3 separate regions of the Mus musculus genome follow, and regions 2 and 3 are each linked to region 1. Evidence: chromatin contacts called from public Hi-C data. All regions are on one chromosome and are shown on one strand. Each heading gives the region's core, a stretch centred on a gene start, on an enhancer-like site or on the middle of the called end of the contact. The rest is flanking DNA. Distances are from core to core; before and after follow the strand shown. Region 1 overlaps Pdhx (pyruvate dehydrogenase complex, component X). Region 2 overlaps Slc1a2 (solute carrier family 1 (glial high affinity glutamate transporter), member 2). Region 3 overlaps Slc1a2 (solute carrier family 1 (glial high affinity glutamate transporter), member 2).

Evidence for each region. Hi-C and Micro-C count contacts between places; a contact is called where the count stands out from the background.
Region 2: a Hi-C map of bone marrow-derived macrophages shows a contact between it and region 1, with 23 read pairs. The contact joins two enhancer-like sites. A contact is called at or near these places in 1 of 15 datasets of contacts at CTCF or cohesin (the NIH/3T3 cell line), 1 of 484 Hi-C or Micro-C datasets (bone marrow-derived macrophages), 2 of 115 datasets of contacts at active chromatin or transcription factors (CD8 T cells and regulatory T cells) and 2 of 9 other capture datasets (adipose tissue and pancreatic islet).
Region 3: a Hi-C map of bone marrow-derived macrophages shows a contact between it and region 1, with 31 read pairs. The contact joins two enhancer-like sites. A contact is called at or near these places in 2 of 15 datasets of contacts at CTCF or cohesin (CD8 T cells and the NIH/3T3 cell line), 2 of 484 Hi-C or Micro-C datasets (Th2 cells and bone marrow-derived macrophages) and 1 of 115 datasets of contacts at active chromatin or transcription factors (effector CD8 T cells).

Annotation. Positions count from the first base shown.
Region 1 is chr2:103,057,793-103,061,686 of GRCm38.p6, forward strand. Pdhx (pyruvate dehydrogenase complex, component X) reads right to left here. Exons shown (of 11, transcript NM_175094.5): 2 at 705-785. Among named protein-coding and RNA genes, the nearest start is that of Pdhx, 14 kb to the right of the region's middle. Within about 2 kb of position 1,614, at least 11 of the 459 cell types and tissues checked have an H3K27ac peak or open chromatin away from gene starts, as enhancers often do. A contact at or near this core is called in bone marrow-derived macrophages, where this site is marked.
Region 2 is chr2:102,758,919-102,762,741 of GRCm38.p6, forward strand. Slc1a2 (solute carrier family 1 (glial high affinity glutamate transporter), member 2) reads left to right here. Exons shown (of 11, transcript NM_001077514.4): 8 at 2,097-2,291. Among named protein-coding and RNA genes, the nearest start is that of Gm13872, 14 kb to the left of the region's middle. Within about 2 kb of position 1,458, at least 50 of the 459 cell types and tissues checked have an H3K27ac peak or open chromatin away from gene starts, as enhancers often do. A contact at or near this core is called in bone marrow-derived macrophages, where this site is marked.
Region 3 is chr2:102,723,904-102,727,677 of GRCm38.p6, forward strand. All of the region lies in intron 1 of Slc1a2 (solute carrier family 1 (glial high affinity glutamate transporter), member 2), which reads left to right. Among named protein-coding and RNA genes, the nearest start is that of Gm13872, 21 kb to the right of the region's middle. Within about 2 kb of position 1,373, at least 21 of the 459 cell types and tissues checked have an H3K27ac peak or open chromatin away from gene starts, as enhancers often do. A contact at or near this core is called in bone marrow-derived macrophages, where this site is marked.

The DNA.
Region 1 (3,894 bases), core at 364-2,863:
CTTGACTATAGATTCTGAGAGGCAGAGAATTCATTACACTGTCAGCTATATAAGAATCTATCAAGCTTTTTCCTAGTACTTGTGACAAATGTTTTTATTTTTATACAGTATCTGACTTATTGATAATTTAGTCTTGGCACAACACAAACAATGAATATAATACTGTGTGTTTTCACACTTAAAACATCCATGAGTATTTACTGCTCCATTTTCTATTCAGTTCCACCAGTCTGTGTTTTGAAGCACCTACCGCAGATTTAACTGTAGAGGCTTAGGGCCCAGTAAGTAGCAAGCCAGTCCTCCGCTGTTGCTGTTGTTTCTTTTTTAAGAGTGCCCCTTATATTCTTTCTTATTTATTTGTCCTTTCTATTGGAAGCACTTTCCTGGCTCCAGGAACATATGCAGACACAGACACACACAATAAGGTTTTAAGTTAAGCAGCATGAGAATGATTTTGAACCTAAAAGCCACAAAAAAGAACTAAAAGTTGGAAGGGAAAGCCTTGAAGAGTTCACCATTATGTGACAGTGAAAAGAGTCTGATATACCAATATGGTAAGTGTTTATTCACACAAATCTACACCAACTAGCAAAGAAACACATCTGCTTCCTTCCTATCATGCATTACGTAAACTACATGGTGCAACAGGAACCAAATGATCAAGTCATCCAGCAGGGAAGAACATCAGGAACACAGCTGCTCACCTTCCTTTCTCAGCCATTTCACAATGTTCCCTTGCTCCATCGTAGGAGACAGTGATGGCATTAGGACCTTAATAGGATCCGCTGAAATTAAAAACAGAAAAGATTAACCAAACAGGCACACAAAAATGCTACATACTCACATTCACATACCAACACAAATATTACACACACACAAATACTACACTATACATACATTCATACTACACACACTCATGTACTAACACACACATACAATGTCCCTCACAATCTATTGAAAAAGGACACACCAAAAGTATACTGCAAATTGGAAATGAAGTGACTACGGAAAAACAAAACATTAATACTTAAATAACTTAAATATTTAGAATACTTTCAGATCCCTTTTCATGGCTAAAAGACACAGAACAAAAACAAGATAGGGCTCTAATATCCTATAGCATAACAATCAGGATCAGATCTAATAACTTAACTTCTAATCCTATGCTATTCAATGTACAACTGTATTGGGCAGGAAAACCTAGGAGTTAAGCAGACCTTAGATCCCAATAGGTGCTATAAAAACATCCCCTTGACTCAGGAGACCTCCAGGAAAGCATAGTTAAGAAACTACTTTCTCCTTAGGTACCTAAAGGGCACACTATACAACCATCCAGCATCCTTCCCAAGAGGCTTCACTGTTTAGGGCCTCACTGGAAATGCGTGAGTCTTTTACATTACAACTTATATAAAAGTTATTCTGGCAGAATGCCAGAGCAACAAATGCCATCCCCAGAAGTCATCAATGGAATGTCTTTGTCCTAAAGGACTCTCAGAGGTCTGTGGCACAGGCTGCACCCATTGCAAACATGAGGAGGACACATTATGCTTGCCATCTCTTTGTTAATGTTACAGGGTTAAAAGCAAGAGCATCTCACACACGTTTAAGGAAGTCAGATATTTATTTCCTTTTGGAAACCAACTGAGTTTACTGTAGTTTCAAGTGGAAAATGCCTATGGCCTCATAATAAAGGCATTTTCAGTCCTTTCAAGTATACAATAGTCACAGGAAAACTCTCTGCTCTTCACTTCTCTCTGAAAGACCAGAAATAGCACTTATACAATGTCTTCATTTCTTTAAAAAATAATTTTTTTGTTAGTGGAAAATGTGTGTCTTCTCAGGTCTTCCATGGTCTGGGTGCTAATCAATTTCCTTCCAAAGGAAGGTCTGCAGGTCCAATTCTTTCTGTTCCAATCACTAAGGTTCTGTAGGATTGAGGCAGCAATTCACACACAACCTCTCACCCACAACCAAAAGGACCAAAGTCTAATAAATACAGGGCTGGATTGAGAAGTCCACCCACAGATGTCCATGGATATTAAGGCATTCCCCATTCCAATCAAGCCATCAGTGTTTAGACTCTACCTACTCATTTGATCTCTAGTCACCTGACTTTCAGTTGGCATCAGTCTTAAAAAGCTAGAAAAGTAGAATGGCCACTTGTAATGGCTCAACAATGAGAGTCTAAACTACATGTCCTAGTATAGCATTCACATTTTCAATCAAAAGACTGTAGTTCAGACCTCCTGCCTAACTTAAGGCTAGCTTCTACTATGCTATGGTACTTTGTGTCTCTGTGTACCTTAATGTCCATTAAATGCAACTCATCAATTAATTACTGGTTACTGGTAGCCTAGGGATCAACCACAACAAACCAGACGGATCAACCACAGATGTATCAACTCCACATGAATATATTTTATAAGTCTAACAAAATACCTAATATACCTTTACCTCGGGTATATAGAACTGCAGCATTAAGAAAGCACTTTTACAAATGATGATGAGTGTTTCAAATGCACTAGAGAGCAGTTAATCTCAAGCTATCTCAAGAGAACAGATATAAATATGTGCTGGAGAGCTAGTGAGCTAGCTTAGTACGTCACTTGCTGCTCTTCCAGAGGACCAGGGTTTGAGTCCCAAACTCACATGATATCTTATAACAATGTGTAACTCTAGTTCCAGAATATTGAGGAGCTCTTCTGGCCTCTGAGGTACAAGCATAAATGTGGTACACAGACATACATGCAGTTAGAACTTCTATACATTCAAAATAAAGTAAATAATTTTAATTTTAAAAATGAGGGGAAAACAGATTCAATGGGTCTCCTAACTCCTAAGTTATCAGCAAAGAGGCTGGAGAACAGAGGCATTCCGCTCGTGTCTACTCTGGCTTTCATTAACTATCACCAATAATCTCATTTAATTCCAAACTGAAGTCTAGTTAAAATAAACTACAACTACAAAACAGCTCTAAAAGTGTTTTTCTTAGTCAAACTAATCTTTGTGCACTAAAAGAATTAGGATTCTAGATAGGTAGAAATGATGCAAAGGTCTTTGTACCACCTCAATACACTGTTATCTATGAGGAGACCATCAAAGTCTTAATTAAATCAAGTGGACGTAGGGGAGCCTACTTAGAGCAAACACACATACACATGGTACAATTCCAAACTGCAATGATTGGACTCTTGTAGTTATGAAAATTTTCGGCACGTGTTCAGAAGTTAATACACGACACACATTTTCAAGTAATAAAATGAGCTTTTAAATCTCGGATTGTGATGGAGCTGATTACTGCTTTTCATGGCTTACTAAACAAATGAAGACAACTGCTAAGGAATGCTTATCAAGTGCAACTCTCAACAGTTATTTTTTAAACTCATAGAGACAAATGTGTTTAGGACGGCAACAAACTCTTACTCCTAAACAGATAAGAAGCCAGCCTCAATCTAAAAGCTCAGCTTTTTAAAAAGTCTCAATATGTTGCTGTTATTAAAAAGCTCAAGCCTTGCATTATGAGAAAGAACATGTCATGACCACACATATGTTAATCTACCACATAGAATTGCACTTCAGAGAGGTGAAATAAAAGGACACAGTGCTCCCACAATCCCATCTCCATTTGTGACAAATATTAAATCAGTTCTCTCAAATAGACTCTCCTGTATTTTTACATTTGGCTCAGATGCCATTGTATGATTCATATTATCAATCTCCTGTGATAATCTCTCCACCAAGAGACCTTCACATTTGCATTACTCCTGACATTAAAGACTGTATTATGAAATGTCTGCATTTAGGAAGCATTATTTTCCAAAGTACAACATCAAGACCTCCAAAATTTTTATTTTAAACGTAAAACAAATCGTAACCACTCTTCACACCCTTTAC
Region 2 (3,823 bases), core at 208-2,707, 300 kb before region 1:
AACATGAACAAGTCTTTCCACAGCAGTGGGAGCTCATGATCTTTGCTTCTCATGGTGACAATCAAGGAGCAGAGGTGGGACTAGAAACAGAGTCAAGGCTTAAGAGCCCCAAGGATGGCCAAATAGCCGGTATCCACTTAAACTTTACATCACAAAGGTTCCAAACAGGGCCGTCATAACAATAGCAACACTGAGGGTGACTGACTGGCTCTTTGATGAATATGGAGACAGGCATCAGAGAGGAGTGTGTTCCAAATTTCTGGCTTCAGAGCATGCTGGGGGGTGTATCATGTCATAGGAAGAATCTCAATATTGGACATTATTATTAGCAACATCATTGGGCCTCTCAGATGGGAGCCAAAAAGCAATGCCAGAGTGTCATCCTGTCAGCACAGGAAAGCCCTAATGTGCTCAAGGACTAGTCTGGGCCAGTTGAGTCTATGTGGATTTGGAGGACATAACCATAAAACCCGCTCAGTAGAAGAATGGGGACTGTCTCCATGCTTCACAAATCATTTCTCCAGTCTCTGTGGCCAAAGACCCTTTGATGATATTTTGGAAAAGTAGACGCAACAAGAAAAATTAATACATTTTAGTGATCCAGGGAGTAAGCGTTGAACAATATGCTTGAGGATCCCAGCCACCAACATTGACTAGGTAACCATCTTAGATCAGTTGTGGTATCTAGGAAACCCTCTGAAACAGTCCCAGGAAGTGGGGAGAGGAATTGAGGGGAACACAAGGACACCGGTTTCTAATAGAAACAGCGGAGGCAGCAAGCCAGAACCACGGTATCTCCTGCATGCAAATGAGAACAAATCCTCACTTTTTACTTGGGTTAATAAGGCTTTTGTAAACAACCCCCCCCCCAACCCAACACACATACCACCTATTCAATTGACTTCTCCTACCATAAGACCAACAGTAGGTATTACAGAGCCCTGACTGTAATCACAAAAGATGTTCTTTCTGTCTGGTAAGTTGACTCCTTGGTCAGTTTAAGATGTGGACTTGGGTGTCTCTTATTTTTTAGCTTCCAGATTTATTGGTCCTGAGTAGGCCTTGGAATCAGCACAGTTCTAAGCTCATCTTTTTCTCCCACTCTGAGAAACTGAGACCCTTCAGAATGTGACCAGTCTTGTTGACACCCCATGTATAACTAGTGTGAGGGAGTAACTATGACCAGGGCTTGAAAATACCTCCAAATGCTGTCTGAACTGGATAAAAATAATGAAAGCAAGACAAACTATAAAGCAACCAGTGCTGTTTGGTTCCTTTGCTTGATTTAAACATTCTTTAAACTCTAATCTCTTCTGCACTATTGTCTAAAAGGATGCAATGGTCTGGACATGAGGAAGCCTTGTTCTCTTAGGTGTCCTATTTTAGATGTAGGAACATGTCAAATGTTCCAGCCTCTAAGGGCGGGCCATGTGGGTGGATCACCATCTGATGCCTGGGACGCCTGAGAGTGAAGTCACTCCACACCACCTTTAGCTACAGATCACATGATTTCCTGCCCTGTCATGGCAGAGACTTGGGGGTTGGCTGGTGGCCATGTGTCTGGGAGTTTGACTGTATGTCAGGCTCCCCAGTGGACTGTTCAAAGCTTGTGTTCATGCTAAAGAGTGTCCAACATGTTTGTCCAGCATTCTCCCAGTTAGTGAGCCCAACTCAAGATGAGTCCCAGGGGCTGGATGCGGTCCATGCAGTCATTTTGTTGGAATAGCATTTCTGGCATGGAACTATGGGTCATTCAAAAGTTCCTCATTATGTTTTGCTGTTGACAGCTGACATAATTTTTTCTCAGCCCAATTCATGTGCACAATCAGAAGTGCTTCAAGATTTACCCTAAGATGGAAACAGGGACTGAAGGACAGAGGACTTGGCAGGCACTGAGTAGCTCTGAGAATCCTGAACCAACTAAATATTGTGTTGCCTATCAGCAGCTAAATTAGAATTGTTCCTAGTTACTGCTAATTTTTTTTTTGCTGTGTCATTCTGGTTAGTTCTTTGTCCTGCCTCTAAAACTAACTCTCTCTCTCTCTCTCTCTCTCTCTCTCTCTCTCTCTCTCTCTCTCCTCTTCTCTCGCCCCTAGTGCTGGAACTTTGCCTGTTACCTTCCGTTGCTTGGAAGATAATCTAGGGATTGACAAGCGTGTGACCAGATTCGTCCTCCCAGTCGGAGCAACCATTAACATGGATGGCACAGCCCTTTACGAGGCTGTGGCAGCCATCTTCATAGCCCAAATGAATGGGGTCATCTTGGATGGAGGTCAGATTGTGACTGTAAGGTGAGTGACGTGCATGCAGAGGACACAGAGACATCCGGCTCCCCCAGTCCCACTCCATACCACCCTCACTTGACAGAAGCTCCTTGAGTTTCAGCTCTAGTGAGAACACAGTGAAGGAATTACTGACAGACTTCAAAGGGAGGAGGTTGTAGCAGGAAGGAAAGGGAGTCTGTCCCATCTGTATGTATTGCACATGCCCACTGGCGCCCAGATCCCGTTTGACTGTTAACAGTCCTATAAATTTGGCCGTACAGTTATTTCTATGCTTATCCAACACACAAGGTTGGAAGTATTGTGGTTTATCCAAGGCTACTCATGAGCTGGCATGGCATGGCTGTAGCTGTGGTGACTTTTACTTATTCTGGGCCCAATTAGTCTGTTATTAAAATATTGTAGGTGAGAGAGTTCAGTGGATGAAAGGTGCTTGCCACCAGACGTTAACCCTGAGGCCCTACATAATGGAAAAAGACAACTACCTCTTAAGTTGTCCTCTGGTCCCTATACATGTACTGTATAAACACCTAGACATGCCAAATTAATATTTAAAACATGCTGCTTTCACTATTCCAAGGTACATGGTGAACTACAAAGATTCCTCAGTACAGCATAGATTAGTTGAGTGAATACTTTTTTGTAAATAAGTGGTACACGGCTCTGCTTTCACTGAAGCTTTTATTTACTCTCTGGCTTTATTTTTTTTTTTAATTGAGAACATTGTCCGGAGAGCTCATCTAAAACGAGCTGTTTCACCACAGACTCAGATCTTATTTGTAGTCATTGAACGCTTCAGTCTCCAAACCGCTCAGTGTTGCACTGACACTGTACCATAAGGTCATTTTAGTATCGCCATATCTACTCCAATTAGGAGCTTCTGGTAAATCAGAAGACAGTTTCTGCCTCTAATTAAAGTAGAAGAAAAACAAAGCAAAACAAACAAACAAACAAACAAAACAGTTAACTACCTCCTGGTCCCACTTACATCTCACCCCCACTCCCAGAGTATCAAAGTCCTCATCTACAAATGAGGAAGGTCTTTAGCACTGGGGACTGTGAAGTGGCAGTTGGTGGGGCTGAAGCAAGCCAGAGCCTTACTGTTTGCTCTGTAATATGCTGTAAAATCATTAGAACGTTAATGTCTTCTAAGACAGGTGTTCTCCATTTACTGACTACCCCTGCTCCTTATCACCCAGACTTAGCCTGGTCACCTACTATCAACTGCCTGTCGCTTTAAAACATAAAGTTATAGCTTTGGGATGCTGTGAACTACGTTTCCTTTCTCTCTCACATTCTATGAGATCAGTAAATACAAAGGATAGGTGGATCACAGTCTGTGTAATCAATGTACTTGCTGGCAAAAGAAAATTCCAAAGAACTATAATAATCCCGGCCCCACTGATTTACTCAGAGAACAGATTAGGTTGACAGGGAAATAACTTTCAGTTTCTCAAATGAGAACAGTTCCAGTCCTCTGGCGCCCCTGAGCTGGCATTCTTCATGGCTCCCTTCAGACATTCCCAGCAGTCTGAAAAGGA
Region 3 (3,774 bases), core at 123-2,622, 330 kb before region 1:
TCCTAAAAGTCCTACTCCTGTCTCCCTGTCTAGCCATTGGCTCTTAGTGACTTTATTGACCAATCAAAAATCAATTGGGGACAGGGATCCTCAGCGTCTGGCCGTGTAGATTCCCATGTGATTATCTGTATTAAGACAAAACATTAGAACTAATCCCTAACAACTAAGAACAACTACTCAAGAGAGAAAAATAATCATGTGCAATACATTTTAAAAAGCTGTAGGATTCTTTTTAATGCTTTCCCTCCAAAAGAAACGACAAATACTTGAGGAGATATGTATGTTTAATTCAATCTATACATTTCACAGTATGTTTAGGTATTCAAGTGTCACATGGTAATTTGTATATTTTTACATGTTTATGTATCTTATGTTAAAATAGGTTTAAATAAAAGATCACGGTTTACTGACCGAATCTATCTGGGTCTCCTTCAGAGAGAGTTGTGCTGAGAGTGTCAAGAAATATTTCATCAGCATCTTCTTTGGGGAAGGGCTGAAGGGCCCAGATGCTCTTTTGCTTTGCATGGCCATAGAGTACTGGGACTAAGTTATGGAAAATTGTCATTCTTTCTCCAAAACCTAGTATCTTGACCACTCAGAGGAAAACAGTACTTTCAAACTGGTCTGAACATTACTCTTAGCCAGAGTGAATTAATGTCAAGCTTGGGATGAAGATCTTCGGAGAACCTAAGGTAAGGGGTGATGACAGGTTAGAGTGGCCTTGGTGGGCCAATCCTGGTGACTTCATCCTATTACCCCTGCTTATGCAAACACCATTGCCATCCCTAGGTCTCAAGCACATGCCCTGATGCCACCCAAGTGGCTGTCATGTTAGGAGGAAGTTGTCTTGCTTTTCATAAGTGAGTTTTGTGGGTGAATCAGCAGCTGTGAGCTTGACACGGGTGTCTTAGTAAGGCTGGAGAATGAGAAGTTTGCTTGAGAGCAGTAAGATAAAACAAAGCAATCCTTATTTACACACACGCTTGCAAGCACACACACACACACACACACACACACACACACACACACACACACACGGATAATTGAGATCAGTTCTGTGACCCATTAAGGAAACAACACATGTGGACATTATTCTCATCTTAAAGATCTAGGCTCTTCTAGTCACCATGCACAGTGAAGAGAACCGGGCTTTGATGGAGACAGACAAGAGCTGTGATTCCCAGGCCTACCCTTTCTCAGCTACTTGACAACAAGCAAGTTAGTCAACATTGTCCAAACACTGACTAAAGGCATTCCTCACAGTGTACAAAACATCTCCCGTAAAAGATGCTGTAAAGCCCTGCTGTCAAGCCAGCTCTTATAGGCTGTGAGCACAGCACACAGTCTATAGCACCTACCCCCACGGTAGACTTGTAAAGAAAAGGCTGAAGTCATAGCTGGGTGTCTGAGCACACACTGAGTCATTACTCTTGAGAGATCTACTTTTAGACCATTGATAATAAGGAGACAGCAGAGAAGAACACGAAGGCCCCTCCAGCCCCTATAACTTGCCAGTCACATGTTGGTCTTTCTTTCTGCATTGCCTCAGAAGTGAGATCAATATTGTTTTCACATTTGTCCCTAGGGAATCTACTCAGAGTTATAAATTATGTGACATCCTTGGTAAAATAAAAGAGATTCACTGTTAAACTACCCGATGCTTACGTTTGAGGATGGTTTCATCTGTACAGAGAGGGAATCCAATTTTAGAGGAGCCAGGCAAGAGAAAATTTATATTCCACTAGAAAAGCATCACAGAGTTCTTGATGAAGAATGTTAATTGATACTTGGTGTTTTTATCAGGAAGGCAATAGAGACTGGTGGAGACTGTTGTAGTGGAGTCTTGTTGAAAGTTTTTTTTTTTCTCATTTCTAACTGACAGCTACCACTCAGAGGTGAATTACTTAATGGTTATGTTTTTCATATTTTAAGAGATGTAAAATATGGATTTTGAAATGAAACCAATCTGCCTTTATGTGTGGTTAGTTCAAACATAAAAGCAACAGCCTTGAGCCAACCAGGTAAGCCACTGATTCAAGACAAAACCTTGCCAAACTTCAAATTGAAGGGTTTGTAAGTTGAGCAGGAACAAAGCTTTCTTCAGAGACTCTTGGAAAGAAAGGCCTTTAACCTGGGTACTCAGGAGTAAATGTTAATGATGCAGTGGCCAGCACGGTGCCCTTACCTCTTCCAGATAGAGAGTTATGATTTGTTAGCATCTTGGACTAAGGGAAGAACAAAAGTTCTTTAAACAAAAATGTACCACATAATTTTTCTGGGTAGGTTATGATGTAAACCTCTTCTCTTTCTCTCCATAAAGTACAGTATCTGTCTCTTACTAATGAACTGCAGAGTTGGGTCTGGTCTCAAGTAAGGTACAAAAGGCTCAGTGTACGCTGAACGTAGCCTCAGAAAAACTGGGAGATCGTGGGTGGAGGAAGAAGGCAAGACTGTGCAGGACACAAAAAGCCTGACATTTCTGTCTTCACTCAAAGCCCCTCTCTGTATGTGAGTCCAGAGGTCTTTTTCAGGAAACACTGTAGACCTCATCTAACCCCATTACTGCATTTTGTCCTAATGTTTAATTCAATCTTCCAGTTTTACTCAATACCCAATAAATGGCTGCCACTGTGCATGCCATATTATAGAGGATCCAACAAAGACAGATGTGATCTTTGTTTGCGTGTCATAATTCTGAGTTGACCATGTAAGTATTGATGCAGGAAAAACATTTGCCACGCCCCAAATTGAAGTTTTTACAAATTGAGTGTGAGTGAAACTTTTTTTCCAGTACACTTGGAATAAGAGCCTTTTAACTGAGATGCTCAGGAGTCAAGCGTTGATGATCCAGTGGCCAATATGGTGACTTTTTACCACTTCCAGGGCTGTCTGTGTGTGGATCTGTTAGAATGACTCCATGATGTTCATAAAAAGTGGTACCACGACTTCCTGCTACATGTAAAAGACCTAGATGCCTTTGGCAGCAGCATCCTTAGGTGCTACCTGGGAATCCTGTTGACTTGTAGGCCAAGAGACTTAAGACATCCTTTCTCGTGATTCCTTTATGCATCATTCTGAAGGCTTGTATATCCATAGGATAAACTACTTACTCCATGTTTGACTGCAGAAGGCTCCTTCCCTTGCTTCTATAGGTGTCTCGTAGATTCCGTAGACGTGGATCACTCTAAGACCCTCAAATCATTCCTCCCTCGCCCCTTTGTACCTTACTTGAGACCAGACCCAACTCTGCAGTCCATTAGTAAGAGACAGATACTGTACTTTATGGGGAGAAAGAGAAGAGGTTTACATCATAACCTACCCAGAAAAATTATGTGGTACATTTTCGTTTGAAGAACTTTTGTTCTTCCCTTAGTCCAAGGTGCTAACAAATCATAAACCATAAATCCCTCACCCTAACTCTGCACCTCATATGCAATACTGATTCAATATCTGTCAATTCAGCCAGTCAAAAATATGTTAAACAAACAAAGTTATGCCTGCAGTGAATATATATGGACCTCACTGGTGTCCTTGTCAATATTTCTCAACCTCAGAGATTAACAATTCACAGGACAGTCACATTACATGATTCAGGAGTTTCGTGTAAAAACTAGGCCATTTTCTCTAAGGGACTTTTTTGAGTCCTGAAATTTTGGCATCGTCAGGAGTTCCAACACCCATCCACAGATATCTGGTTCGGAATAACAAGTATGTTCTTTCCATCAAGTCTAGTGGAACCTGCACTGAGGCATGAAGCAAGACATGTGACTGGGA